2 separate regions of the Dromaius novaehollandiae genome follow, and region 2 is linked to region 1. A link is a contact called in public Hi-C data. All regions are on one chromosome and are shown on one strand. Each heading gives the region's core, a stretch centred on a gene start, on an enhancer-like site or on the middle of the called end of the contact. The rest is flanking DNA. Distances are from core to core; before and after follow the strand shown.

Region 1 (6,117 bases), core at 2,838-5,337:
AACAGAAGCACCAGAGCTCCCACTGCTGTTTGTTTGTATTTAAGACAAGATGACACTGTCACTTTTTTCCTTTAAGTTACACTGAAATGGGGGAGGGGAGAATTCAACAGGAAGATAAATTGCTCAGTTTCTCCAATTTTACAATAAACCACTTAACACAACTAAGAACAAGGCTTTCAAGCTCCTCCTGCTAAGTTCAGTTTCCTAAACTGTTTTATATGAAGCTGTTGTTCCCAAATGCTGAAATCTTACATGAAAAATGGGGGGGGGGGGTCAAAACTTAAAAGCTAAAATTTCTTAACGGTACATGAATGTTGTACACATGGAATATCTCTCTCCTCGAGATACTGCTCTCTTTTTTGCCACACAACTGTATCACCTTAACCTATACTTGTTTGCATTTTAACATTAATTATCACCCACTAATGAGATCCTCCACTTCCCATGCTTTTGTGCAAAGCAGCTTTGTTTAAAAAAAACTAGTTACCTGCTCAGCCACAGCTCTGAAGAGACAAGATCCATCCTTGGCAACTCTCTTTCTACATAAGCCCTGAGATCGCAAGTAGCGGTCCATAGAAGCGTCCCCAGGAGCATCCGTGCCGCTGCCTTGATGACTCTGCTCCCCGCCATCTGGTTTACCTGCTGCCTCCATGTTCACTGCTGAATGCTGCAGACGCTCGCTGCACCTCTCCTAACCCCACATGGTAACACAAATCCACGGAGCAGCTTTAGGAGCAGGTGAAGAAAACCACAGCAGGTGGGGGCAGAGAGCACTAGCCTCTCTCTCAGCACTGGAAGTAGCAGCAACAACAGGAAAAGCAGCCGGTTTCACTTTATCTACTTGCATGTGGGAATCACGGAGAAGAGGAGGAAACTTCTACTGCACAGTCTGGACTTCTAGCCCCATAAAAAAAAAATGTCACTTGCAGGCTTCTCTAGAGGGCCTAGAAGCGGCTCCTGGAAGACACTCCAGCAGGGTCCCAACCCGACCTCTTCCTCCAGGCAGCAATTCCCGGCGTTTGCGTAGATGTAGCACGCACCCGGGCTGCAAGGCAGAAACAAAAGAGAAAGGACATGTGCTACTACTGGGGGGGGGGGGGATGCAACCTGGAGTTTATTTTCACTTTCAGCCGGGAGCCCCGGCGCTTCTGGGAGCTGTAGTTCCGGAGGGGCAGGAAGCAGGAACTGCCCCGGCCCGAGCCCCGGGCTGCCCGCACGCCTGCCGCCCCGGCACGAAGCGCCAGCGCCGCTTCCCCGCCTGCGTCCGAGCCCGGCCGCTCCCGGGGCAGGCTGCGGACCCCCCCGCGCCTGCTCTAGCGGCAGCGGCTGTGGTGCCATGCAGAACAGGACTTCTTCGTGTGTGTGACACTGCATTATGCCATTGCTTGTTAGCTGTAGTGACACCGGGATGTCCACAAGCTAAACCCTACCTATCTAAATATATTATGTGTATATATATAATGTTTTCCCTCAACAGATTATACTGTAAGATTATTTTTGAAATCCAGCCACAGGAAGATGGAAGTAGAAGTGAGATAGTAAAAACAGGATTAAAGAGAGAGTCATCTCTATTCAATATTTCTCTCAGCAGCAAGCAGCAACAAACATGCTTTTTATTATTATTATAAGCGACCTAAATTTTGCATGGCATTTCAGGGACAGCCCTTAGAAGCTGGGGGAAGAAAGGATTTTGGTGCATAAAATGTGACAAGGAAGGCAGCTTTCCAAATGTGTAAGGCTTTTTTACTGTAGATTTGTAACTTACCTAAGGGGAAAGCTAGAAAGCTCTCAGTAACATGACAGGTAAGTAAAATCTTACCAGTTACTCTTTAGTTCAAATTAACAGATTTTGAAGTCAGAAAGAGTGGGAAAGGAATGACCTTTCTGGTCACTGAACTTAAGGCAGACACTATGAGAAACCCCAAGAAGACTCATCCTCTCATCCCACCTCCTTTTGCTACCACCCTCAAAATTCTCCTTTCTGACAGTTATATGAAAATCCTAATTTTTACTTTCAGTCAACAGAAATAAGGCCAGGGAAGGCTATGACTGAAGCCATGATGTGATCTGTATACAATAGCAACTGACTGGATAGGCAGGAGTTACAAACCAGGCTGAGTACTGCAGTAGCTCTGTATAAGCAGTATCAAACTTCCTAAGAGGCCCAGCTTTGCCACCAAGAAGCTGGTCCACTGGAAACAGAAGCCATCTCCTCGAGGTCTCTGTAAGCAAGGAGCAGAGAAACTGAGAGAAGGGAAAGGAAAGCCCTGATGACACCTGAGGCTCTAAGGCACAGGGAGCTGGTTAAGCAGCAAGGGGATATAAGGCCTTTAAGACAAGGAGTGTGAGGTATAAGCACTAGTGAGGGACTGGAGGGAAAGCTCAAACTTCCCCCCAAAAAGACAGAAGTCCAGTGCAATGCTGAACTGTAAACAATTGCTGGCACTGACTCAGCTACCATACTTAAGAAATTAAAGGTAACAGATTTCTGCATGTAACACTTGGTTCTCCTGTAGATTTAGGTGGTAAGACTAGATGCTTTTGTGAGCTATCAAACTAGTATCCAGTTACAGAGTTTCTTAGGATTATTCCATTTTTCCCTAATTCTATGAGTCACCTTTGATGCCAGAAGTATCCTCTAACATGTTCACAAATTTGTCTTCCCTCATATTTCAGTCAGCCTTTTGTCACTATGATTCAGAGACCAGTTAGAGGAAAGGTAAATGCCTTTCATCATGTCGGTTAGGCTTCAACATGCCTTTATACATGAGGTCACCCAAAAAGTAAGATCATTGTGCGTGACAGAATGCAAACGTAGTTCCAGTAAGTGAATAAACTGATATTAGAGTCACATAGTTGTCAGGTCCCCAAAAGCCTGCTCTTTTTGTGTCCAACTCCTAAAGTCAATCAGTCAATGGTCATCCACACAGATTTTTGCTCATGTACTGCTATAGAAGTCATTTATTTCTAAAAAAGGTGGAGGTCCCACTAAAAAAGTCTGGTCAGTACACGCACAATTTTAAAGGCATACAGAGAAACACGTCAATCAAAAGGCACCTGAAACACCTCACCATTAAAATGAATGGTCCCTCAAGGTAAAGATGACCAAATTATAACTCGTGTGGCTAATCAGTGACTAGTTATTGTAAACACCTTTAACCAGTGCTGTCACCAAAAACAGCAGTTCTAGCTATCAGTGGTTCCCCTGCACCAACCACTAGTGCAGGCACACTCAGCTCACAAAACTGACTCAAGCTAAAGACTTAAAGAAAAAAAAATTGGCTTTATGATTCAATTCATTGCCTGGCTGTGCTAACACCTAGGCCAGCACCAGGGCATGGGGGCACCCAAAGGTGGTGCACGACCACCTCTAGCCGCCTCACGCTTTCATGAAAGCGCAACCTTGAGAAGAGCGCAGCTCTCGGCCACTTTCACGTGCACCCTTCCCCGCTCCAGACAGCGCAGATTAAGGAAAAAAAAAAAAAAAAAAACCACACACACACCCACCAACACACACCTATCCTTACAGCTAGCAAATCTCGTCGGGGCGACTCAGGGCGAGCCAGGGTCAGGCACCCGGGGGGGGGGGGGGGGGCGGCCCTGGGGCCTGCCGCCGCCACCCGCCTCCCAGCCGGACGCAAGGGGAGCAGTTTCCCCGGCCCGGCCGCCCATGCCCTGGGAGCGGATCCGCGCGGGCTGGGCCCGCTCGGCGCCCCCTGAAGGGCCCGGCGCGGCCCTCGGTGCGGGCACACGCAGACGAGTTAACCGCCCCCAACCGCCACCGGGCGGGTCCCGCACCCCTCCCCCACCCGCTGACTGGCACTTACCGGAGGAGGGGCGGGCGCGCTCCCCCCTCGTCCTCCCCCCCGCGCCGGAAAACGGCTCGCGGGAGCGGCGCCGCCTCCTTTTCGCCTCGCCAGGGCCCCAGCGGCGGCGCAGGCACTTCAATCTCCCGCGGCGGTCGCTCTGCGATGATGCAGCCGCAGCCAGCCCCGTCCCGGTCTCGCCCTCCCGCCTCGCCGCTTCTCATCACTCTTCTACACACGCACGCGCGCACCCACACCGCTTGCCCGCCCCCCCCCCCCCCGCCCACGGTTGGTTTGTCCCACCGGCCACACCTGTGCGAGTGGCTGTGGCTCGTACCATTTGTCGCAAAGGGGAGGAAGGAGACAGCCGGTGAATCGCCCCAGGTGCTTTGGGAAGACGCGGCACGTGGCGTGGGCTTCCCCTGAGGGTTTTTTTTTTTATATAGTGGGAGGCTTTAAGGAAGCAGGTGGTGCCGAGCCGAGAGGCAGTCGCCCGCGCAGTCCTCCTCCTCCCCCCCGCAGTGGTACCGTCCAGGAACGTGTCCCTTCCCCCTACCGCGTCGGTCCGCGCGCTCGGTTGTGCCCGCGGCGGGGGTGTGCGTGTACCCGCCCACCGGCCCTGGCACGCGGGAGGCGCGTGGGGCCGGGTTCAGCGCCGGGTGCGCGGTGTCAGCGCTCGTCTGCGCTGGGCGGCCGGGCGGGCTCTGGTTAACGCGCAGGTCAAAGTGTGCTGCTCTGCGATCCCCGCCCCGCCGGGGCACCCGGTTCCGCGAGCGGGAGCTGGGCTGTTTTTCCCCGGTGTGGTTCAAAGCATCTCCGAAACGGGCGGCCTGAGGCGCCGCGGCGGCTCCTCAACACGGGCCGAGGAAGCGGCATGTGCCGTGTCCTTCCCCCTCCCCGGGCCCCCTGACACGGACGACAGAGTGAGGCTGCAACTTCAACTTCAGATGCCTTTCTGTGCTTTGAAGGGAGGGCGTGAAAGCTGCAGGCGCGGGATGGATCCTTTTTAACGCTGCTTGTGTGAAAAAAACGCATGAATTTGGCCTAGTTACAAGTCTGCCCCCGCGGTGGCAGCGGGGAACCCAGCGCCGTGCGGGAGCTGCCGTTGGAGCCGCCCGGGGCGGGCGCCGCGCGCCGCGCTCTGCCCAACGGCCGCCCGCGGGGGGAGGGGCGCGGGCGGCGGCACGGGGCTCGGCGGGCGGCCGCGCCGGTGGCCAGGGCTCCTCGGGGGGGTCGGAGGGGTGGTCCCCGTCGGACGCTGTCGTTTAAATCAGGGTCGGGAGCATCACGCGGAGCGCCGAGGGGGCGAGGTCTGCCCCCCCCACGGGCGCGGTGCGGTAGGTGAGGCGGCAGCGGGGTGGTGGGGTGAAGGGAGGGGGAGGGCAGGGCGGGAGAGTTGCTGCGGCGGGGAGAGGGCCGGGCCGGCAGTGTGGCCCTGCCCCTAGAGATGGTGTCGCCGTCGCATAAAACGGAGCCAGCGCTTGTGCAGCCCAAAGCGCTCGAGCGTTTTGTTCCTTTTGACACCCGCGTCGGGCTGTGATTGGATTAAAGTTTCATTTTTGGCTGTGGGACCAGTTTAAGCAGTGCCTTCACCTCCTTCAGGACTCAGTTGAACCCACAAATGATTTGCATCTGACAAATGATTGTGGGATGCAACAGGAAACATTTTAAAGAGGGGATTTTTTTTTTTGACAAGTAATTTTTATCATGTGTTAAGGCCCCAGAAAGACAGGTGTGTCACAGGAGCCAGTACTGAACTGGGAGGAGGGACCATGGCAATCACATCGGCTGCCTTTTTGCCCAAAGAGAGAGTTGTTAAACTATGCCCTGAGTATGTGTATGTAACTACATGAATAATAAGTGATAACTCTCATGCTGCACTACTCTTTTGCAGAAATACTATGACAGATGGGATGAAATATGTAGAATTTCTGTAACTCAATAGTGGGAAAGCAGTGAGAAGGGTAAGCAAGTGTACAACAAATTCAGACTTTCTTTTTTTAACCAAATGCTTGTTTAGGCTAGGAACTCATCACTAAAACATATTATCAAGCCAGAACATTTAGTAGGAATTAATAAAAAAATAAATAAGCACTTAGATCTAGCTAGAATAAATATCAATGATGATTATAAAGTCTAACACTTAAGGACACACAGTAAAAAAAATCACAATGTGGCTGGTTAAAAAAATCTTTTTAGGTTGCCTATTTGCTTAATAGTTCATTATGAAATGTTTAACTTTGTCTGAAATGACCATTTTTGGTGGAAATAGAATATCAGGTTATGTAAACCATTAGTTAACCAGCAGGTT
Region 2 (5,808 bases), core at 1,048-3,547, 140 kb after region 1:
ATAGCATATTATAGATGAGTATTTTTCTGACACTACTGGAGAAAATAAGCAGAGAGAATAGAAAAAGATGATGACTTAAATGTGAATACAAAAAAAAAAAAAAAAAAAAAAAAGAGGTGAGAGAAGCAAGCATGAGGCTGAAGTGGTGTGGAGGGCTACTGAAATATGTCCTGAATACCTCATCTGAAACATTAAGTGAATTAATAGTGACTGGAAAAAGGAGTACATTAGCCAGGAGAACTCCACGTGTTGGAGATCAGAAGGCAAAAAAAAATTGGGGAGAATGGCCAGAAATCATTGGGTTGTGCCTAATAAGGACCAAGAAATATGGATTTTGATCACCTACGTTAAAAGACTATAGGGGAGAAATGAGTGCAGTGTATACAAGAGAAGGAATGTAGGTTAAGGAGAATTTAGATATGGTCCAAGCTTGAAGGGAACCTGTTGCCTGTTTTGAATAAGGTTAGAGTAATATAAAATCAGAGATGATAGAAAAACACACAGTTGTAGGGGACCTGCATAATCTCTATTCCAGAATGTTGAAAAAGGGGGTATACATAATTGACACTGCAGTAGCAAGTGTTTTCATCAAACTGACTGCAGGGATGATAGCCTTTGACTAGAGAAAAGTAAACTTGCTCGTTGTAAGAATGCAGCTGAGGAGAAGGGGAAAAAGAGGGGACTTTCTGAACAACTAGGATTTCCCAGTTTAACCTCAGCAATGTGCATGGTCTTGGAACAGTTCTTGTAGGAAGAGTACCGTAAAACATGGACACACTTGTTTGGGGTCATATCAGATTGGCAGTGCAACTGGTGCACTATACTGAATAGCAGAAGCTGTGCTCTTAACTGCTGAATGCATGCTTTAACAGCATTCCTATGATCCTGGCCCACAGGATTATCATATAGAAAGAACTGAGCAATCCACTTTCCTCTTCAAACCTGACAGGACCTACAGTTTTGCATCCCCATTCACCTAGTCCTTGCAACAAGGTCAACAACAAAATTACTCAAGATGAAAGCACACAGAAAGTGGAATAAAATGCCGGCTGAGTGATCTGTGATGAAAGCATAGCAGAATGCTTTCTTTGATGTTGCTGTTTTTATAATAATAGTGGAGATTGGCTCTCTAGGTTTAAGCATAGCACTTAAAATAGAGACCCTTAGGAAACTTGTTTAAGGAAGAGATGATAGTTTCTGACTAAAGAGACTAGACAAGGCTATTTTGAAATGAGAATTCTTGTCTCTGCTATGGTTTCCTCGCATAGTGATGGGAACTGTAGGCCTTGTCAGCTCTGAAGTGGATTATTCAGTTCTTTCTATATGATAATCTCATGGGCCAGAGTCATACACATGATATTAAAGCATCTATTCAGCAGTCAAGAAAACAACTTCTGCTATTCTATATGGTTCATCAGTTGCATTGCCAATCTGATATGTGGGATTGATTAAACATGTCTAATGGAATCCTTGAAAAGTGTTAGTATCCTTGTAAGGCACTGGTAACAGCTCAGATGCATGTATTTTTAAATAAATGCACAAAATATACTATCTATTTTAAGCAGAACAGTTGCAAAGAAGGGCTGGTAAGATGACTAGAGAGATAAAAAAAAATTTAGGCTTGTTTAACTTGGAAAAATGAAGACTGAAAAGGAATGTGATCGAATAACTGCCTTTGGGCGTTTAAGCTTTTTTTTTTCTCCTTCTCTGATACTTAGTCTTGCAAAAAATCAATGAATATTAAAAGATCATGCATAAATTTAGTCTAGAAACTTAAGGTTTCAAATCAGAAGAGTTTTGTAACAGCCTTCCAGCTAGGGATAGGGCAAAGAACCTATTATTTCAAGATCTAAGTTGGAATACTTATGAAAGGAACAGCCATTAAACTTGAGGAGACTTTCAGGGGACGAACTTGATGAGATTGGGTTGCCACTATGGATTGCTTTCACTGTATCTATGTGCTATTTAACCTCCCCTTAGAGAGTCTATTTCTGCTCTGACCATGTTCATGACTTGGCTTCTGCGATCAGCAACAAGCTCCTGGATCAGAGTTTAGGATCCATTTTCAGGACCAGGAAAGCACTTCTATCACGTGTGGTTAGGAAGGGCCTGCTTAGGGAGCACTGGTGCAGCCTTTTCCGCTCTGAGCCTGCCGGGCTACCGGCTGCAACGGCAACGCGCTCCGTTAAAGCCAGGACGGGCAGCGACCGCGACGCCACGTAACCGTCGTAACGGCCGGGGCGCTCTGGTCTCCCCCCGCCTCAGCCACCGGGGCCCGAGCGCGCCCTCGGCGGCGCATGCGCAGGCCCGTCCCTGGGGCGCCCGGCACAGAGAGGACGCCCGCGTCGGGGGCGACGCTGCCCTGCGGGTTCCGGCTCAACGTGACGGCGTCACTTCCCGGAGGCGGGGCAGGAACCAGTAGGTGATGAGGCACCGGGGAGCGGGCCCCGTCCCCATGGCAATGGGGTGCGCGCGTCGCCGCGGGCCGGCGGCGAGGGTGGGGGGCGCGGCGCGCTCCCGCGGTGCTGGCGCGCGCGGGGCTCCCCGCAGCCCCCGGGGCCGAGGGTTGGGGCGGGGCGCGGCCCGGGCCCCCTCCCCGCCCGCTGATTGGCTGGACGGCGCGCGCCCTCGGGGCCGTTGCATCGGGGGGGCGGGGCCTGGGAGAAAATAGGATTTAAAAATGGGGGCCTCTCCCGTACCCTAAGGTGGCTGTAACTGCTGCTTTTCTGAGGAGAGGCTCTCCTGGTTTTAGTCGCAGGGACACTCTGTCGATGAGGATATTTATGTACATGAAGCTTAGGTTAGTTTTGGCCGTTTAGCTGATGCTGAGGTCGGTCAGAGCAAGCCCAGAGAGTGCAGTGGTGATGAGGGGCACTGATGCTTTGTCCTTGTGGTGATGAGGGGCGCCGACGCTTTGTCCTTGCCCTCCCATAGGGTTTATAAACGTTCCTGTGTCTTGACTGCTTTTTTTCTGGAAGTGAGGTATAGAAGAATAACAATTCCTGAATAACAGCGTTCTGAATAACAATTAAAAAATCCCTGCAGACATAAAAGTAGAAGAATACGTGGCAAATTCAGTGAACACAAGGGTTGGTTGGTTTTGTTTGTCCCCAGATGTTGGGGTAGTACGTGTGCTCTTGGTGGCTGTCTCATGTAAAAGTACTTTTTATTTATCTCTTTGTACTCTTAAAAATAATAGCTTTAGTTCTTAACTACGATAACAAAATGATACTATGCTATTGAAAATTCTCTAGCTTCTTTCTCTTCTGTTTTTGCCATGGAAAGAGAGAACCATATTTTGCATTTAAAACAGTAGGGACAGATGAAGTAAAAGCCAATGATTGTCTCTGTACATATTTTTCACTTGAATGCTTACAAGTGTTTTGAGTAATTTGGGAGAGGTGACGTCTTTCTCTTTCTCCTTAGGCTGTCTGCAGACAGAAGTGAACTGATAACCTCTGCTACTTTTAATTCCAACCAAAATGAAGATCCCTTCTTTACTGCTGAGATTCCCTCACTGTTATTTTTCTAGAAGGACTTACTTCAAGAGCTTTCACTTCAGCTCCAGATCAGATTTTCTGTGCACCGAATCTCTTATGCCAGTGCACCTGTACTATACAAAACAGATGTTTTCATTAAAGGGCTTGAAGAGAGAGCTGTGTCATAAAGCTGCTATTGACCAGCAGATAGAGGGACTTTCTGACAGAGAGCAAGGACTTGTAGACAAACTTTACAGTGGACTAATACAAGGTCATAGAGCCTGTTTAGCAGAAGCCATTACCCTTGTAGAGTCAACTCACCACAGGAAAAAGAAAGTAGCCCAGGTGCTTCTTCAGAAGGTTTTATCCTACCACAGGGAACAAGAAAAGTTAAATCAAGGAAAGCCACTTGCCTTTAGAGTGGGTCAGTCCTTTTATGTCTGTCGAGTAGTTACTTTGATGTAATTATAACAATCACTTCTCATTATGCTCTTTAAGCGTTATGGTCTGTAGTCTTGTATCATTGATTTCTGTGGTTTGTAGCAAATCCAGATCACTTCTGTTGTCCGGTAGAGTCATGTCTTGAGCTGAAAAATGCTCTTGAAAAACTCTTAAAAAATAATTGTTGCTTGTTCAGTGTTTTGGGAGTTTTTTGGTTTTTATGTAACTGTTACGAGCTGAAACATTTGGCAGTTTGCATGATTGTTCCAGCCTATTACCTGCACTCAGATAGGGAAGGATGTAACCAAGCAGACCATTCTTTTTGAGAGGTATGTGTTTTTCTGAGTGCTTCCTGAATCCCTTCATCAATACACAAAAGGAAAAATACGTACCTTCCTCTTTTGTGGCCTTACCTTAAAGCAGCCTGCTGTTCAGCTGAGGAGAGTGGAACCTGGTTCTCTTGGAAATCATAAACTATTTTTCACTGGCAAAGAGATGGACTATGAAGGCATGTCATGCCTACTGCTCTCCCCTCATATATGTGTACAAAGGTAGCAAGAAGAAAACTTAGGTATGGGAATGAGAAATATTTGTTGCAGGTCAACAGGCTAATCTTAGTTTGGATGCTTTGAATCACATGTAAATTGCCTGACTTTTGAAATAACAGCTCTTCAAGGTAAGAGTTTTTGCTTTTAAAGCATGTCTTGTACAAACAATTAGTAAATCTGAAAAATACAGGTTTAGGATATTACACTTTAAAAGTTTTTAAGTATAAGCCATTATAGATTAATTTCTTTTGAGAGGAGAGAATGAAATTGGGTTAACAAATTATATTTTGGAATGGATGGGGTGAGTGGTGGTGAAGCAAGCACCACTGTCTTGGGTGAACCAACGTATTGTATTTCAAGTCAATTAAAACTGCTTAGTTGAAAGTATCGGTTCTGGCCATGCCATTTTATTTGCCGAAGTATGAAGTACGAATTGTTGTCAACTTCTTAATGTTGACTGTGTTCATGTGATGTATTATTTATTTGACTAACAAGATGTTTCTTCCCATTTTCCTAATGTGTATTTAGGATTGTCTGGTCCTCCCGGTGCTGGGAAATCAACTTTTATAGAATGCTTTGGGAAAATGCTTACAGAAAGAGGACACAAAGTGTCAGTGTTAGCTGTAGATCCTTCCTCTAGTACAAGTGGTGGTGAGTATGACTCAAAGTTTGAGTCAGGTTGATAATACCTTGTCAACTATAGGAGTTTCTCTTTGGGGGCAAGTAGTGGAGGAAAAAATCAGGGCCTGTAAAAGCAAAATGATAAAAATGAATATTGTACCACTTTTCCCTTTTTTTCCATGTGATACAAAATTAGGAATTAAGGATCCGTGTCTAAATTTTGTTAGGTTTATTTATTTCCAAAATTTGAATGTTGTTTCACTCTGGTCCTTTTTGGCTGAAACTTTAGATAGCCACTACTTTCTCTCTCAAGATAAATATATATTTTTGTCTGTGAGTTAAGGAGTAGAAGAGCATTCATTTTTACACAAATTTCAACAATAATAAGGCTGATCACTGGGCAGGAAGCACACGCTAATTTAATTCTATCTAGAGGACGCCGTAATCCAAACATGTATATCAGCTTGGATTTTAGTGGCACAGGCCACTGATTTTTTCAGTTTGACATTCTTCAAAGCTGTGCGGCTAACATCTGTCACTGTCACTTCTAAAATAGAACTGGTGGTGAAATTCTAGGCTGATCAAGCCTGATTAATGGATATATCTGACATAAATAATAGAACTTTAATTTGAATCCTTTTTTAATGGGCCGCTGCCAGCAAACATCATTCTTTTTTTCAGGGCTTCTAAACCATTAGAGAATATACTATGGTACAACT

The links. Hi-C and Micro-C count contacts between places; a contact is called where the count stands out from the background.
Region 2: a Hi-C map of liver shows a contact between it and region 1, with 7 times the contacts expected there. The contact joins the promoter of MMAA here to the promoter of SMAD1 in region 1. A contact is called at or near these places in 3 of 4 Hi-C or Micro-C datasets (brain, liver and ovary).

Annotation. Positions count from the first base shown.
Region 1 is chr4:36,830,134-36,836,250 of bDroNov1.hap1, forward strand. It overlaps SMAD1 (SMAD family member 1), which reads left to right and starts at 4,088. Exons shown (of 11, transcript XM_026106171.2): 1 at 4,088-4,190; 2 at 5,701-5,770. OTUD4 (OTU deubiquitinase 4) reads right to left here and starts at 4,253. Exons shown (of 22, transcript XM_064510769.1): 1 at 4,144-4,253; 2 at 488-1,045. The coding sequence starts at 652.
Region 2 is chr4:36,967,532-36,973,339 of bDroNov1.hap1, forward strand. It overlaps MMAA (metabolism of cobalamin associated A), which reads left to right and starts at 2,298. Exons shown (of 7, transcript XM_026106113.2): 1 at 2,298-2,418; 2 at 3,427-3,903; 3 at 4,997-5,119. The coding sequence starts at 3,483.